Linked DNA regions of Sus scrofa: regions 2 and 3 are each linked to region 1. A link is a contact called in public Hi-C and HiChIP or PLAC-seq data. All regions are on one chromosome and are shown on one strand. The core of a region is the stretch at or near the end of the contact, and the rest is flanking DNA. Distances in the headings are between cores, read along the strand shown.

Region 1 (4,903 bases), core at 972-3,471:
CTTAGTGGAACTGATATCACTTCACAAACATTCCATAGGGCCAACATCTAACTTTGCTTTCCACTTACAGCAGAAAGTTTAAATTACTGTGGAAACAGAATCACAAATACTTTGCCAGAATCTGTTATATAAAGTAGTAGTGATTACTTTCTCTTATTGTCAGACAGGAGAATACCACATAAGTAAAGGAGACAGAGAGTAGCTCTAGGGAAAAAAGGGGGTGAAGTATATGAAGAAAAAGCCTAATACAATGGAAAACTAAAGGGGCCTGGCTGACAATGAACATTTTTTCATAAAACTTTGGTTTGATTTACAAGATAACAAGTTAAAGAAATCATTTCTGGCTAGTTCAGGCAGTGAAATAGTTCATCTGAATTGGTCTAAGTGTGCATTTGAGTTTCTGTCTGGAGAACATGAGTTGACCATAAATTCCTGATTCTGCATTTTAGCCAGAACAGTCTATCTTATTCTGGTGAAGAGGTTTGAAGCATTATCTTCATTATAACCTCTGATTCTACAAAAACTAAAGAGTAATGTTCTTTATATATATATGTGTGTGTGTACATTTTAAAATTGAATGTTAAATTGATGCAGTGTCAAATATATTTCAATAAAAAATGGTATTCTTTGAATTTCTATAAATTACACTCTGAGGATAACCAGGACAGGATAGTTTATACTGAGATAAGCTCCAATATTGCATTTGATTAGCATAACAAAAGGGTGCTTCTTGCTAGTATTAAATGTTCCTTACAAGACAACTGGGTACTCTGTTCTGTCTTGTCACTCCAGGCAGATGAAGCTTCTACCATTTGGAAAATTGCTAGTTTCCCTGGCACAAGTAGGGAACAACAGCAAACTGAACTTGTAAAGATTCCATCTTGAAATGACACCTGTTACTTATCCTCACATTTCATTAACCAAAGCAAGTCATAAGAACATAAATGTTTTTCATGTCATGAGGACAGGGAAATGCAATTTTACCATGTGACCAAAAGAAGAGATACTAGTGACCAATCACATGAAACAAACCAACCAGTGAGAAGGCTGAACGATTTTGTCCATTTCTATTGTTGTTTATAGTTCTGTGGAACCTATATTGATGAATGTGGTCACAATTAAGGTGTAATTTATCCTTTATAGTCTTGTTGTAGAAAACAAAAATAGCTCCCTACTTATTGAGATCCATTTCCCTTTCCTTTTTTCCATAAAAGACAAGCCACTGGAAAATTATTGGACTTGTAAAAACTTAACTTTACAATAAATAACATGGAGTCTAGTCCCTAAGTCTCATTGTACACAGTATAGCAGAGCTATGGGTTTTTGGTTTTTGTTTTGTTTTTTGTTTTTTTTTCCATTTATTTTGTATGTTCTTTCTTTCTCTGTTGAAAGTCAGGGCTCTTTGCTTTATATCCCAAAATGTCCTTGGATTGACATCGCCATTATGGCTCCAGTTGTTATTGCTGTGCTGTTGCCAAGGCAGCCAAAATATAGAGCTGGGTTCAAAGTAGTAACTGGGTGTGTAAGATGGTAGTCACTTCCACTCGCTCATGAATACAGCTGCTCTGAATGTGACAAATACCATTATCATCATGGGTCTTGTTACCTCAAACCACAAGGTGCTATCTGAACAAATGCTTGGTTTTAACTGTCAGATTCTTGGATGTGTCACATTTTTCTTTGGATCTTTGGGTTATTGTAACAGCTGTTTGTAAACATTGTAAAGCTCACAATAGATACAGAATGGGTAAGAATATTTTGACCCAAATGTCTGCCCTCTGAACCATTATAAGGAATGCAGCATGTCTGCTGACACTTAAAGCAGTAGATTTAAATAGCAACCAGGATCAACTTCCAGCTGAATAAGTCAATAGGCATTTTCAGTTTCTGACTCCATCTGGGTCAGTTTTCTTTCACTGGCTGGTCTGGGAAAATCCAAGGGTGTTCAGACTTTAAATGAAAAAAAGAGTAGCAAATAGGTATTACCAATAAGATTTTGTCTGGGCAGTGTTTTCTCTAAGAGTCTAATATATCCACTTCGATAGTTAAAGTTACTAGTGCTTGTTGAACAGCAATCTTTTTCTTTAGAAACAGGGACACGGGCAGCTTTAGAATTTGTCATGCTCTGATCTCTTTCATTCTGAAAATACCCCATGCTATTTTATGTAGTGGTAATGAGTTAGATATTTCTAGTGCTCGCCTGGGTAAGCAGTCATGAGGGCTGTTGTAATAAATAAATAGTAAGAGCACACTGCTCTGATAATAGCAACTTTCATTGAAGGATGTGAATGTGCCTTGCAAAAGAGTGATACAGAATCCTTAGAAAGGCTTTTATTAGCAGAAATGTAACACAATTTTAAATGGAGCAGTAAGGCAGAATGGAGAAATCATCTCTGACATTGTGTTTCTAGTATCAATTGTAATTTTGGACACCCTGGCTCTCAACCTAAGCAGTTAAGAAGCAAAGAAAAATTCCCAGACAGAAATGCACTTACAGCACATTGATTATAGGAAATCTTGACCTCGGGATTTCTAGATTTTGAAGATGCCACATATCTGCCAACAAATTGTATCAGACAGCCACCAGTGGAAGTATCCAACTGCTATATATAGTGGAAATTTTACTTAGGATTAAAAAAAATTCTTACATAATAGGCATCCTTTTGTTTACTCTTCACAGAATAATTAGATATATTATAGCTATGACCTACAAGAGTTAAAGAAGTTTTCTACCAAGCTTGCTTAAATACAGTAAAATATCTCTGTATATATACTTATACTACATATTTGCTTGTATTTATACATACAAAGGGCTATAACAATAGAGATATTTCATATATTTGTTTCTAGTCAGTAGCATTGGTGGTATGGTGGTGAGCATAGCTGCCTTCAATATATTTGTTTCTAAAATAAGAATTTTCTTAAAGAAAATTAATCTCTTCTTACTTAAAAAACATATTTAGCACATAATTAAAGTTAGGATTAAGTACATAACCACCAGGGTAAGGTAATTTAGGTACGTGCTGGATAACCAGACAAGTCAGGCTAAGATTTAAGTTCACTTTGGTTAATAGAGAACTGACTGAATGTGGGACATATGATTTCATTTTAAAGGTGCAGGGGAATCCTTTTAATGTTTTTTCATGTGATGTTTGGACAAACTGAAGTATGTTCTAAACACACACACACACACAAGGAGAATCTCAAACTGAAACTGGCAAGGTTGTATTCTGCCGTTTTTATATGGTGATGCTGTTTGTCAGGTAAGAGTCTATTTCTTTCTATTGCCCTCTGCATCTCTTTGTATTATTCTAGTCTGTCTTTCTAGATTTTAATCCTGCTCCAAAGTTCCTAGGAGCATAAGTTTAGTGCCTCTGAGAACGTAGGGATTTTATAAAGTGCCATTCCATAGATTTTACTTTTTATCTGTTGTTACAACTTTTCTAGACTGGAGTCCTAAAGTGCTTTGGACTATATAATGTCATGTGGATATCAGTATATTACTCATCCTATGTAACATGAAAGCAAATATCCATCCTATCAAGGGATTTGTTCACAGAATTTTCTGTAGAAATAATGTTACAAATGGTCACTATGTTTTTAAATTCACAGAAAAGGGATAAAAACAAATCTTCACCTCGTATGTTACATTCAGTATCCCTGTTCCCCACCCAGACACCTCTTCTCCTGGTCAGAAATGTCAGGCTCTTAGAATAGTGATCTTGGCTTTGTTAATAGAAAATGATCTGAGAGTACGAATTCCCACTAGTTCATGAAAGTTGTCAGCGACTGTTAATCCCTTAAACTCCCAAAGTTGAGTGTAGTTAGAATAATTGTTGCTCGCATAAATCATGAATTTGTAGAATCCTAACACAACATAATAAACCAAAGTTTAAATTGTTCAGATAATATGTTGAAGATTTACTTTTCAGTTAGTATGTGAGATCATACCAGTCAAAAATGTTACCTCTGGATCTTTCTGTCTGTAATGCTCATGAAATGGGTACCATTTTTATTTTTAATTTTTTACATCACAGAATCTTTAAAAAGTCCCGTTCGTCTTCACTGTAGTTCCCATTTTAGCAGCTGCAAGGCACTGGTGTGTGGGAAAAATGTGGCAGGAAAGAAGGTATTGTGTACATTGATTTGGGGTAAATCAGAAACCCTGGGTATTTGCATTCAACTAGGGACTTTCTGGGGATAGTGCCTTAACTGGAACTGTGAGACATTCAGGCTCTGTGGAAGGTGGTTGAGAAAATATTGAAGTCCTCAAATCATACTATTTGGATGGCTTTTCTACCTTTTATTGGTAACTCAGATATTAATTTTGCCAATTACAAGAGAAAAAGTTGAAGTTTATAAATCATAAGCTTGGCTTTCCAAACTTTAGTCCTTACACTCGCTCACCCTGTGTTCTTAGGAAAAGCACTTCCTCTCTTTAGGTCTCAATTCTCTCATGCGTCAATGGCATTGAAATTCTACCTGTGCCCTAAAAGGGTGCTGGTGGAGACACAGCAGCAGATACTTTGAATACTAGTAATTATCAATTACTATGAGAAGGAACAAATGCAGTTTTAAATATTTTCTCTAGCTCTGTATTTGAACTAATTGCTTGTAGAAATCAGGTTTAAGATATAGGGAAGTTAAAATGTCATTATTTTCTTAAACTGAAATTTACATGCAGTTTCAGATTATATAAAGTAATTGTTGGAATACTTTTATGAAACTGCTTGCTTGCTACCTTTTAAAATGCCAGAGGATTCAATATACTTCTTACAATCCTTCAACATCCAAAACAAAAAAAATTTTTTTTTATCCATTTTATGGTATGTGTCTTTTTCTTTTACACTTGGGGTACCAGTCTTATTCTAGGTATGGATTCAAAGATATTTGAACATATGTG
Region 2 (4,903 bases), core at 1,226-3,725, 240 kb before region 1:
CTTCTTATGTTCTCTCTCTGGACAGAACTGCATGTTCTCATAACACAGGCAACATTTTCTTCCTCTCAGTGTGTTGTGGCCATGACAGTACCCATGTGTGCCCTCTTTTATTCAAAGAAGGGAAATATTTATTTTCTATTCATGTCCATTTTACTTTTCCTTACTAATGCTTGATTCTGTATCTCTCCCATTAGAATTATGTCCCCTAAGGACTAAGGACTGTGGGATCATAAGATCATCCCCAACATTCTTTCCTTTGTGAGAATATATTCTGGCATTTATAATATCTGTGTGGGTGTTGAATTACTGACTCTTCTTAACATTCTGGCATGTTTGTTGTTGACAAATATTTTGAAAATTCTTTTTAGAATTACCTTGCCTTATTTTCCCTCTTGGATTCTGACTCATTTTGAGCAGTTTCTCTCTTGGGGTTATAATACTATTTATATTGATGCTGTAGCTCCTGCAGTATTTGGATAGGGAGGTAGGAAGGTAAGGCAGGCAAACAGCGAGGGCTGTGGAAATCAAATAAGATAGAAGTACCTTCTGAATTCTTTCAGGAAGCATGCAATTCTGATTTCACAAAATAGATATGATAGTACTTAAAACACTAATATTTAAAGAGTGATGATTTGACATTGAGAATGACAAATTTAAACATAGTTGCTTTCTGGGTAGGACTGATTGACTTCTAAGAGCAAGGAGGCTTTATGTTAGTTCTTATTTACAACTGCAATGTGCTCAGCAACATCTCATGTGTCCAATCTTGTGACCATTTATTAATCCAAACAAAAGCTTTAAAATCCTTCTACAATTTTAAAAAAATAGACATATCTGGTTTTTCTCAAGAGAAAGCTCGGTTTCTCAAAACACTTTCACCAATGACATGTTAGTAAAATCTACTATCAGAAAATTTTTAATCAAATTAGTTTTCCATGGAGTGGTGTTATTCAGACAGGGCAAGTAAATCAGTCAGGGTACACAGTAAAAGGCAAAAAGATAACACTGGCCTGGGGTGGGCTGGATCTCTTCAACAAATTAAGGGTTGCAGGATGCAACTGAAAAAAATAACCACCCATTCTTGTCAGAACTTAAATTCCAGCATGAGCTGTGGTGGAGGTCCACAGGAAACACTTTTTGGGGGAAACAAACAATTATTCTGGACATGTGGTATGGCAAAGGAATTAGAATTTGGCAGGCTCAACTGCATTAATTTTGTTCTGGGTGTAAAATATGTTAATTTGCCACTGTCTGGAAGAAATCATGATGAGTCATTCACAGAACTACTTAGAATCTACTTCTAACATTTCTAAGCATTTATTGCTTTGGCCATTGCTTTTTCTCTTCATAAATATACTTTTTAATAACATAAAAATAGATGTGAAAAAATCCTTTTATTTTATTCCACATGAAATAAGCATCTAATAGAAATTCATGAGTTGCATAAACAGTTGATCATATTTAATCTCCATTCTGAAATTATTTGTATTTTCCGTTTGTTCATGGAATGTTCATGAAAAGGAGAAAGATCATACTTGATTCCTTCTGATAATATAAATTATTTTCAGTTTGTTGTCAAACTAGAACTATGCTGTATCCATAAAAAAGCTCTCCTAGTACCAAAATTTTTACCTAAACCTTCCTAGGATTCATGGAAATCAGCTGCATGTTGAAGTAGAAAAAGATTGTGTGGAAAGCACAGAATATGGATCCAGTGGGTTAAAAAAAGAGTTTTATTTTATGATCTCAAAATATTTCTATAATTTGTAACATAACACCCATACTACACAAATAACCCAACTTGGGCAGATGTCTGAAACCTTGTAACAAGAAGTTCCTCTGCTCAGTCTTCAAAATTACAGCATCCAAGCTCCTCTTTTCCCAGGCACACTTCATATAATTAACACCAATCCTAAATTAAGCAACTTGAAGATAAAACATTAAAGTCTACCTGAGTTTATAATCAATCATCAAACAATTGACATTAAGAAATTGAATAAAATAACACAATGCTTTACTATTATGAAAGAAGTTTAAAAAAAAAAATCAGTATTTGGGAAAAGTGTTTAGCCTTTTCTATTTTGGAGAGAAAACACAGGTTCTTAAAATGCTGCCTACCTGTTTTCAACTAGCAATGAACATGTAATTATAAAAATTTACACACATACCATTTCTCTTAGAATAGCACTAAATGTATGTGAAAATCTGTAAATTAAATCCTCCCATCCCCCCAACTAAAGGACATTATAACCATAAATGCCTTGAGATATTGGCTGAATCATCCCCTTTCCAAAATTGTCCATCTGTCTTTGAGAGTAGTTGTGATCTGGAGGTTCAAGTTGACTTACTCACTGAGCTGCCTGCCAGCTCAGATGCACTTTGTAGGTGGAAAATTGTTGGTCTTTGTCCCTCCCAGCTTGCAAGTAAAATGAAGCTGCCAAGAGATAAACACATTCTAAGTTTATCATGCTATTCTTGGCCTCAAACTACAAGCCATAAGGCAACTATTGCTCAAGGTACCGTGTTTACAAGTGTTCAGTCCTCCGCTGTTTCAGAGACCCAACAAGATGGAATTTCTTCCTGCCAGCCTATATATATATATATATTTTTTTTTTTTTCTAAGCTTTCACATTCTCAATTCCTTTTTAAAAAGTAAGGAAGGGGAGCAGCTTCTTTGACAGCATCTTGAAGTTTTGAAGTCTCATTAAAATTTTGATGACAATGTTTTGGGGTTTTCTCCCCCAGAGGCACCATAAGTTTTTAAAAAAAACCCTTGAAGCTTCTTTCTATTATTATTATTATTGGCATTATATGTATCATAATTATCATCATTATTATTTTTTACTTATAAGTGAAAAGTGAAAATATTTTACTAATAAATATTTACATTGGTCTTTTGATTTTTGCTATTTGCTCTTTCCCTCATTTGTTTACTGAATTTGCTTTTAATACATTTATTATCATAAAATCCATGTTTCTCTTCTAATTGATATGATTTCTTCAGTAGTGGCTATGTTGAAAATAATGTTTGGTAATGTTCTCAAAACCCAAAGAAAAAATTTTTCTTTTCTTTTCTCTTCTTCTTCTTCTTTTTTTTTTTTTTTTTTTTTTTTAACGGGAAGAGTTCTGAGTTAACTTTCTTCACAAATGTCTTCCTGGCGTCTTTGGATAACAGGATGTATTGAGTTCATACATCTTAAATATAAAAGAGGAGTATAGCTATATCACATCCTATATTGGCACAGTATATTGACATGTATTATGTATGATGTTACACTGTTTAAATTATTAGAAATCACATTAAAAGAAATTATAATGAGATAGGGCTTTTTACCAAATCTAGAATATTTGGCAAAGACAAGATAATCAAGTTCAATCCTTGATTTACGAGTAAGACTTTGAGCTTTCAGAACTTTATAACTATATTCTATATCATGATTTCTTTGCATTTCATTAAAAGTAACATTCTTTTCAGAGTTCAGCGTAATACATGTATAATTTACCTATAAAATCAGTCTTTATTTTCTTGGATATGGTAGATATTAATCCACATCCTGGAAGAATTTTTGGACATACTCCCACTAATGGTTTAAGGTTGTTACAAAGTAAATTCACTGACTACATGACAAATGAAAAGAACATAATAGAAAAAAATTTACTTGTTCTAGTTTAGGTTCTAAGGGTAGAGAAGAAAGATTCACAACAACCTACTCTGAGAGATTGCAAGAAAAAAATGTGCTGTTAATTTGAAGCATTGCTTAGGACATTGAAAGAATAAAATCATTATTTCCTCACTAAAATGGGCAGAGAGAGCTTTCAGGACTGTCATGCCCAAGGGTTAGAACAGTTTGTGTAACCACATGGAGCCTCTGAAGATGTATAGATCAGATAATGGAGAACAGCAGATATATGTTCTATTTGAAAATCATCTATGCTTTATTTTGTTCGAATTTACTTGCAACACTCCACTAACAACAAAAATGAGTTATATTCTGATAAATGCTTGTACAAATGTTAACTTCCTTTCCTCTGTTTGTACAACTCAAAGTAGGCGGCAAGACTCTAGTATAATCTGAAAATCATCTGGGAAGAGGTGTTTGATGTCTTTGTTTTATATATTCCTTACTCTTGATTTATTACTCTAATATTATTTTTCAATGTTCTTATCTAACACAGAATGGCTAAATAGATCATAAAATTTGCTATAATGCTTCAAAACCATAGTATTAAAAAATATAAAAGGCTTCAAAATAGACTAGATTTTTAAGGGAGTAAGGAATTGATTGGTCATTAGTGCCAAGCAATGGTAGCTGCTACTATACTTTGAAGTAATGTGCATTTTCTACAGCTGGTGGAGGAAACTCTGCCAGACCTGTGGTTTTGGCATTGTCAAAGGCATCACATAGATAAATCTACCTATCTAAACAAGTAACTCATATGTTAAGAGTCATTGTGGATAGACACTTCCTGAATTGTATTTTATAATCTTTTGCACTGTGCCTATTTATTTAACTTATTGTTTTGAAGCCTGATTCTTGGTTTAAGCTAAATGTAAGTAGTCCCAGAGTTAGTTTCGGAGTAGGTAGTTTCCAACAGTCAATGTCACTGGTAAGAAATTAAAGTTTTGAATACTAGGACCTCACAAATAATGAAAAAATTTTAAAAACCCCACAAGCTTTTTTTCTGAAAGGTTAATAATTGTTTTGAAAAGCCGATAGTTTTCCTATTTTTGAAAAACTTTTCATTACTTATTAAGCCAAGGCGTTCTTTTAATTTTTAATTTATTCTTCTATTGGAATCTTTGTTTTTGATGCAATTTCTTTCCATTGTATTGGGCCAATGTCCTGGAGAAGTATGGGTGAGATTACATGGTATAATTCAGTAGTATTACAGATACTGATGT
Region 3 (4,903 bases), core at 1,201-3,700, 250 kb after region 1:
CTTATGGTTTAACTTAAATGCTATTTCTCTTTAGTAACATTTTCATTTTATAATTCTCAAACAAAAACAAACCATAAATTACCATTAAACAATTCTTTCTAGTTAATAAAATATCTGAGGGAAGATACTATATTCCTACCTACTCTTATCTTTGCTCACTAGTAATTTTCAGATAAAGTAAGACTGGGGAGTTATTAAAAATATAAAGCTTACTGAAGTAAAACTTCTGTAAAGAATTTAAAATTTTTAAAAAACTACTTTATTTTTCATGTCTTCTAGCTGAATAAAGCCAAATGAGAAAAAACTTTAAAATTTTCTCCAAGGAAATGTCCTAGCAAAAAAATATCCAAATTCTTAATATAGTCACCAAGTACTGAAGGTCTGCTATGTATTGGGTATAATTCTAGGCACTTGAAAAAAAATCAAGGGAGCATATATGTTCTGAGGGAATACAGAAAATAAACAATATTGGTAAAAAAAAAAAAATACAAAAAAAGAAAAAGTAGAGCAGAGTGAAATCTATAGACCAGAGTGCAGAGATATTTTTTAAAAGCCACTAATTTCAAAAAACACCTAGTATCACTCCTGCCCCATTCTCACTGTGTGCACAATTTGGTTTGCTTGTTTTAGGAAAATTATGCTGAACCAAGCAAAACAGCATTTATACTCTATACCTTAAGTAATATGATAAAAATTCTAAATGCCTAACCAGTTTTCACTGATGTGAAATATGTACTGGGAAAATAACAGAGACACTTAAACCAATACAAACAACTTGGAAATGCAGCACTTTTAAAAACCTTTTTTTCCTTCTCAACCCAGACAAAAAGCCACACCAGAAGTTAAAGCAAAACATCCTGATTAGATTAGCACCAGCTTCACTGGTGGCCAGCAACTGACTCCATAACAGGGTGGGGCAAGAAAAGAAAGTTCTTCTCTTTAGGGGCTGAATGCCTGCAACAGCCTTTATTCGGGCAATAGCCTGAAGCAACCCATCCTTTATTGGAACCATGACTGATGCAGGTTTATTGTTTTCCTTTGTGGAACCCCAAAGGACATAATGTTTATTGTTCATTTCCTCTATGGAGTGGCTGTCAATCCAGCCTAAGCAATGTAGGGTCCAAACTTGGGTTTGGCAAGCTCTAGTCTTCAGGCTAAATCCCATAGGGATAGTACTGGTGAATGCCAGGCCTGGCTTAAAGTTTAAAAATTCCCTTGGCCAAATCTCATAATATACATGGTTTAGCCAGATGTTGGGACTTGGTCCCAGAAAACCAATCCTTTTCTACACTGGAGAAAAGACACAAGAACAATTCCTACTGTTCCTGATGTCCTTGACAGTCCTGCCCTCAACATGTTGGCATTCTATCAAGAATTCTGTACTGGGGATCCCTACAAGTTGTATGCTGCCCAAGAACAATGACTTTGTCTTATATCAAGCAATCTAGAAGCAGAGGGACACAAGATTCATCCCAACTGGACACTACAATTCTACACAGTGTCCCACTAGAACACGCCATCTCCATTTCTTGAGTCTTATCATATACAACACTGTGAGTAAAATACAACAGCCAACTTCTTTACAGCTTTTACTGCTATTTGTACATGCTAAACAAATTAATGAAGATCTTTTCAGTTGCATACAATCCACCTCCAAATTATCCTGTGAGCCATCAGTGTCAATGGTAGAGGAATGCAGCCAGATCATCTAAGCTTCACTATCTCTCTTTACCTTCCACCTCATTCTATTCCCTTCTAACATTTGCCCAGTTCTGAAGTTGGCCTATTTAAGCAATGGAGAATGAGGAATTCAGATCGTGAACATGCTCTATGTTTGTGCCAAGGCTGCAGAACCACCCCACTGGCCAAGCTGAGGAATGTGGGTCTCTTGTACCATCCCATGTGTCTGGCTATAGGACCCCAAAATACCATCAGCAACAAGCATCCAGTTGGCAACTGTATCTTTCAGACTTGCTCATAAACACATACCTATATATACACCCACATATCACATTTCCCAGCCCAATGAGGTAAGGGTGCCTTTTTGGTCTTGAGTTTCTAGTAATAACCTAAACTATGGTGGGCTAAAATGTCATCCAGCTCATATCCACAAGTGCTTTCTTAAGAGGTTTCCTGACACCATGGCTTCCAATTTCGGTATTTTTAAATCCGCTTGCACATTAAAACTTTCATACCTCTGGTATCAAAAGCAAGTGTGCAGATGAAACAGAAACACAGTCTGCCCATGAACAAGGAGATTGTTAGCTTGTTTCAGTGTCAAAATGTCATCTATGCTAGTATATATATTTTTTATTCTCTAAAAAATGTTTCCCTTCATCCGTTAAAAATTTAAAGTGAATTGAAAACTCTTTGGGAATGCAACCCCTGTGTGATTGACAGTGACAAGCACACATACCTTGAAAGCTCCACTGTAATGTTTATACTTAATAAAAACAAATACTGTGGCATCTGAGAGTAGCCTAGTCAGCCATGTAGCTTTCTACCTAGCATCTTGTAAATTAATCTGGGTGTTTATGCTGTAGATCACTCATGATGAACACATTGCTATAGCAACATGCATTTCTTCCATTTTTTTCCTGCTAATTACACTAACATCACCATCAGCTACCAAATCTTTGAATTCCTAATGAATGTATGTGAAAAGCAATGTCTTGATAACACTCTTTTAGTATGTCCTTACCTACAATGTAAGGAAAGAAAAAAATGCATAAAATTTGATTATTTTCAATTTATTGTTAAAACTTGTCAATGTAAGGTTAATCCACACTCAAATTTGAACATGTTGAAGGAGGTGTCCATTTATAACAACGTGTGTTTCTTTTTTCTTTGTCTTTTGTCTTTTTTTTTTTTTTGTCTTTTTACTGCAGCACCCGCAGCATATGGAGGTTCCCAGGCTAGAGGTCTAATCGGAACTGTTGCTGCTGGCCTACACCATAGCCACCCCAGCCACAGCAACTCCAGATCCGAGCCGCATCTGTGACCTACACCAGAACTCACAGCAACGCTGGATCCTTAACCCACTGAGTGAGGCCAGGGATCAAACATGCAACCTCATGGTTCCCAGTCAGATTCGTTTCCTCTGCGCCACGATGGGAACTCCGAGAACAACATATATTTCAAAGAGAGAGAACACGGTGATCTCAGGTAGAATTCTTTCCTCCTATGCCCGTTACCATACTATCTTCATCATTTGTGCCTTCATTAAATTAACATTTGAACACAAGGAAGTATTATTTAAACCTATGAACTGCTAGGCTCCTATGCTTCTAAGTAGCTCAACAGGCAATGCTATAAACATTGAAATGTATTTAAATTCAGCCTTCTAGTAAAGGATCTAATGAAAGACTATAGAGATTTTAGTTGATATATAGCATGCAGTTAAGACATTTCTGGAAAATCCATGTTTATCAACACTACATGATAAAAGAAAGACCCATCCTAGGTAATTCTCCAAACCACTGAATCTTTCAGAAAAAATACTGATGTATAATTGACTTACAATATTATATAACCCTCAGGTGTACAACATAGTGATTCAATATTTTCACACATTACAAAATGAGCATAATAAGTTCCAATCTGTCCTCACAATGCAATATTTTATAAGTTATTATAAGAGTATTGACTATATGCTCTATGCTGTATATTTCTTTTATAACTGGAAGTTTGTACCTCTTAATCCTCTTCCCTTATTTTGCTCATTTCACTATTTCACAGTCTGAAAAGTCTTTGTTAAGTATTCATCTCAGTTGTACACTGAGTATGTTGGAAAATGTTTTACTCTATCCAGCAATCAAAGGTCTACACTGGTCACAGAAATAGATATTTCCTGTCATCCACTGATTAAATTATTAGGGCTTATTTCAAATATGTCTAACACAGCCAAGTTGTTTAGGCCTAAAAGCCTGGCTCAGTTCACTAGTAAAACTGAAATTGTCCAAGATGATTCAGCTAAGGTGAAAAAAAGAGGTTTTCAACAATTCAACAGATAGTTGAATGTCAGGGACAAATGAGGAACAGAGGTGGGAGAAAGACAGCTGGACTCCCCTAGATGAATAAACTACTTCAACAAAATTCGATGATCATTCAGTGACTGTTTCAGCCAGATTTTCTCCACACAATTTCCTCTTCTAGGTTTTTCTACCTATTCTAAGTTATCTAGAAGTGAAATGATGACTACCAAAAATCTAAGAAAGGAACTGATCCATTGGGGCTTTAATGTACTACCCAATACCCTAATTTCAAACTTGTTTTACCCAAGCTTAAGAATTTTGATATATTATTGACCATATTTCCACTGTGATGACTATGAATATGTGAACATATTTCCAAGTCTTTCAAAGTTCATGTATAGGAAGGAGAATAAAATGTTTGTCATGAAGCAAGAGAAAATTAATATAATAAATTTAGCACCAAAGGAATAAACCATAAAGATCATCAAAGCAATTATCCTTTATTTGTTGAGGTCAGTATTATTATTTCTCTTACTATTTATTCCTATCATCACTAAATTAAGTACTGAAAAATTTGAAATGATGGGCTCATTAAACGTGTGTCTTCTCCGACAAAACTTTTCTCAACTTGTGCTCAATTAGATTCTGGGACGCCTACTTCTTCCTACAAAGAACAGGGATCTGAATCTAAGAAAGGTTTCCATCTAGTCATCAAAACATTCAATGATTGTTACTTTGGGGATGTGGAGTTCAGTAGAAACCACTGAAGTTAAACGGAGGGAGTAGTGGTAGGGTTACTGTGCACCTATCACAGACCCCACACAGCCTTCAGGATCTCTCCTGCTGGGACTTGAAGAAGCTGGTGTGATTGTGAATGGCCTTAATGGAGGTTCTTTGAGGGTAAATAATTCAAAATGGTAGGCCATCAT

The links. A called contact is a pair of places that touch in the nucleus more often than the background predicts. HiChIP or PLAC-seq counts read pairs in DNA pulled down with a chosen protein or histone mark.
Region 2: a contact with region 1 is called in an H3K27ac HiChIP or PLAC-seq map of skeletal muscle. The contact joins two enhancer-like sites. A contact is called at or near these places in 1 of 47 Hi-C or Micro-C datasets (skeletal muscle) and 1 of 2 datasets of contacts at active chromatin or transcription factors (skeletal muscle).
Region 3: a contact with region 1 is called in a Hi-C map of skeletal muscle, with 8 times the contacts expected there. The contact joins two enhancer-like sites. A contact is called at or near these places in 1 of 47 Hi-C or Micro-C datasets (skeletal muscle) and 1 of 2 datasets of contacts at active chromatin or transcription factors (skeletal muscle).

Annotation. Positions count from the first base shown.
Region 1 is chr2:96,784,494-96,789,396 of Sscrofa11.1, reverse strand. No RefSeq gene overlaps it. Among named protein-coding and RNA genes, the nearest start is that of MEF2C, 570 kb to the right of the region's middle. Within about 2 kb of position 2,221, at least 10 of the 83 cell types and tissues checked have an H3K27ac peak or open chromatin away from gene starts, as enhancers often do. A contact at or near this core is called in skeletal muscle, where this site is marked.
Region 2 is chr2:97,029,648-97,034,550 of Sscrofa11.1, reverse strand. The region is part of intron 4 of LOC110259422 (a long non-coding RNA gene); the gene reads left to right. Among named protein-coding and RNA genes, the nearest start is that of CETN3, 560 kb to the left of the region's middle. Within about 2 kb of position 2,475, at least 1 of the 83 cell types and tissues checked has an H3K27ac peak or open chromatin away from gene starts, as enhancers often do. A contact at or near this core is called in skeletal muscle, where this site is marked.
Region 3 is chr2:96,536,013-96,540,915 of Sscrofa11.1, reverse strand. All of the region lies in intron 5 of LOC102159394 (a long non-coding RNA gene), which reads right to left. Among named protein-coding and RNA genes, the nearest start is that of MEF2C, 320 kb to the right of the region's middle. Within about 2 kb of position 2,450, at least 3 of the 83 cell types and tissues checked have an H3K27ac peak or open chromatin away from gene starts, as enhancers often do. A contact at or near this core is called in skeletal muscle, where this site is marked.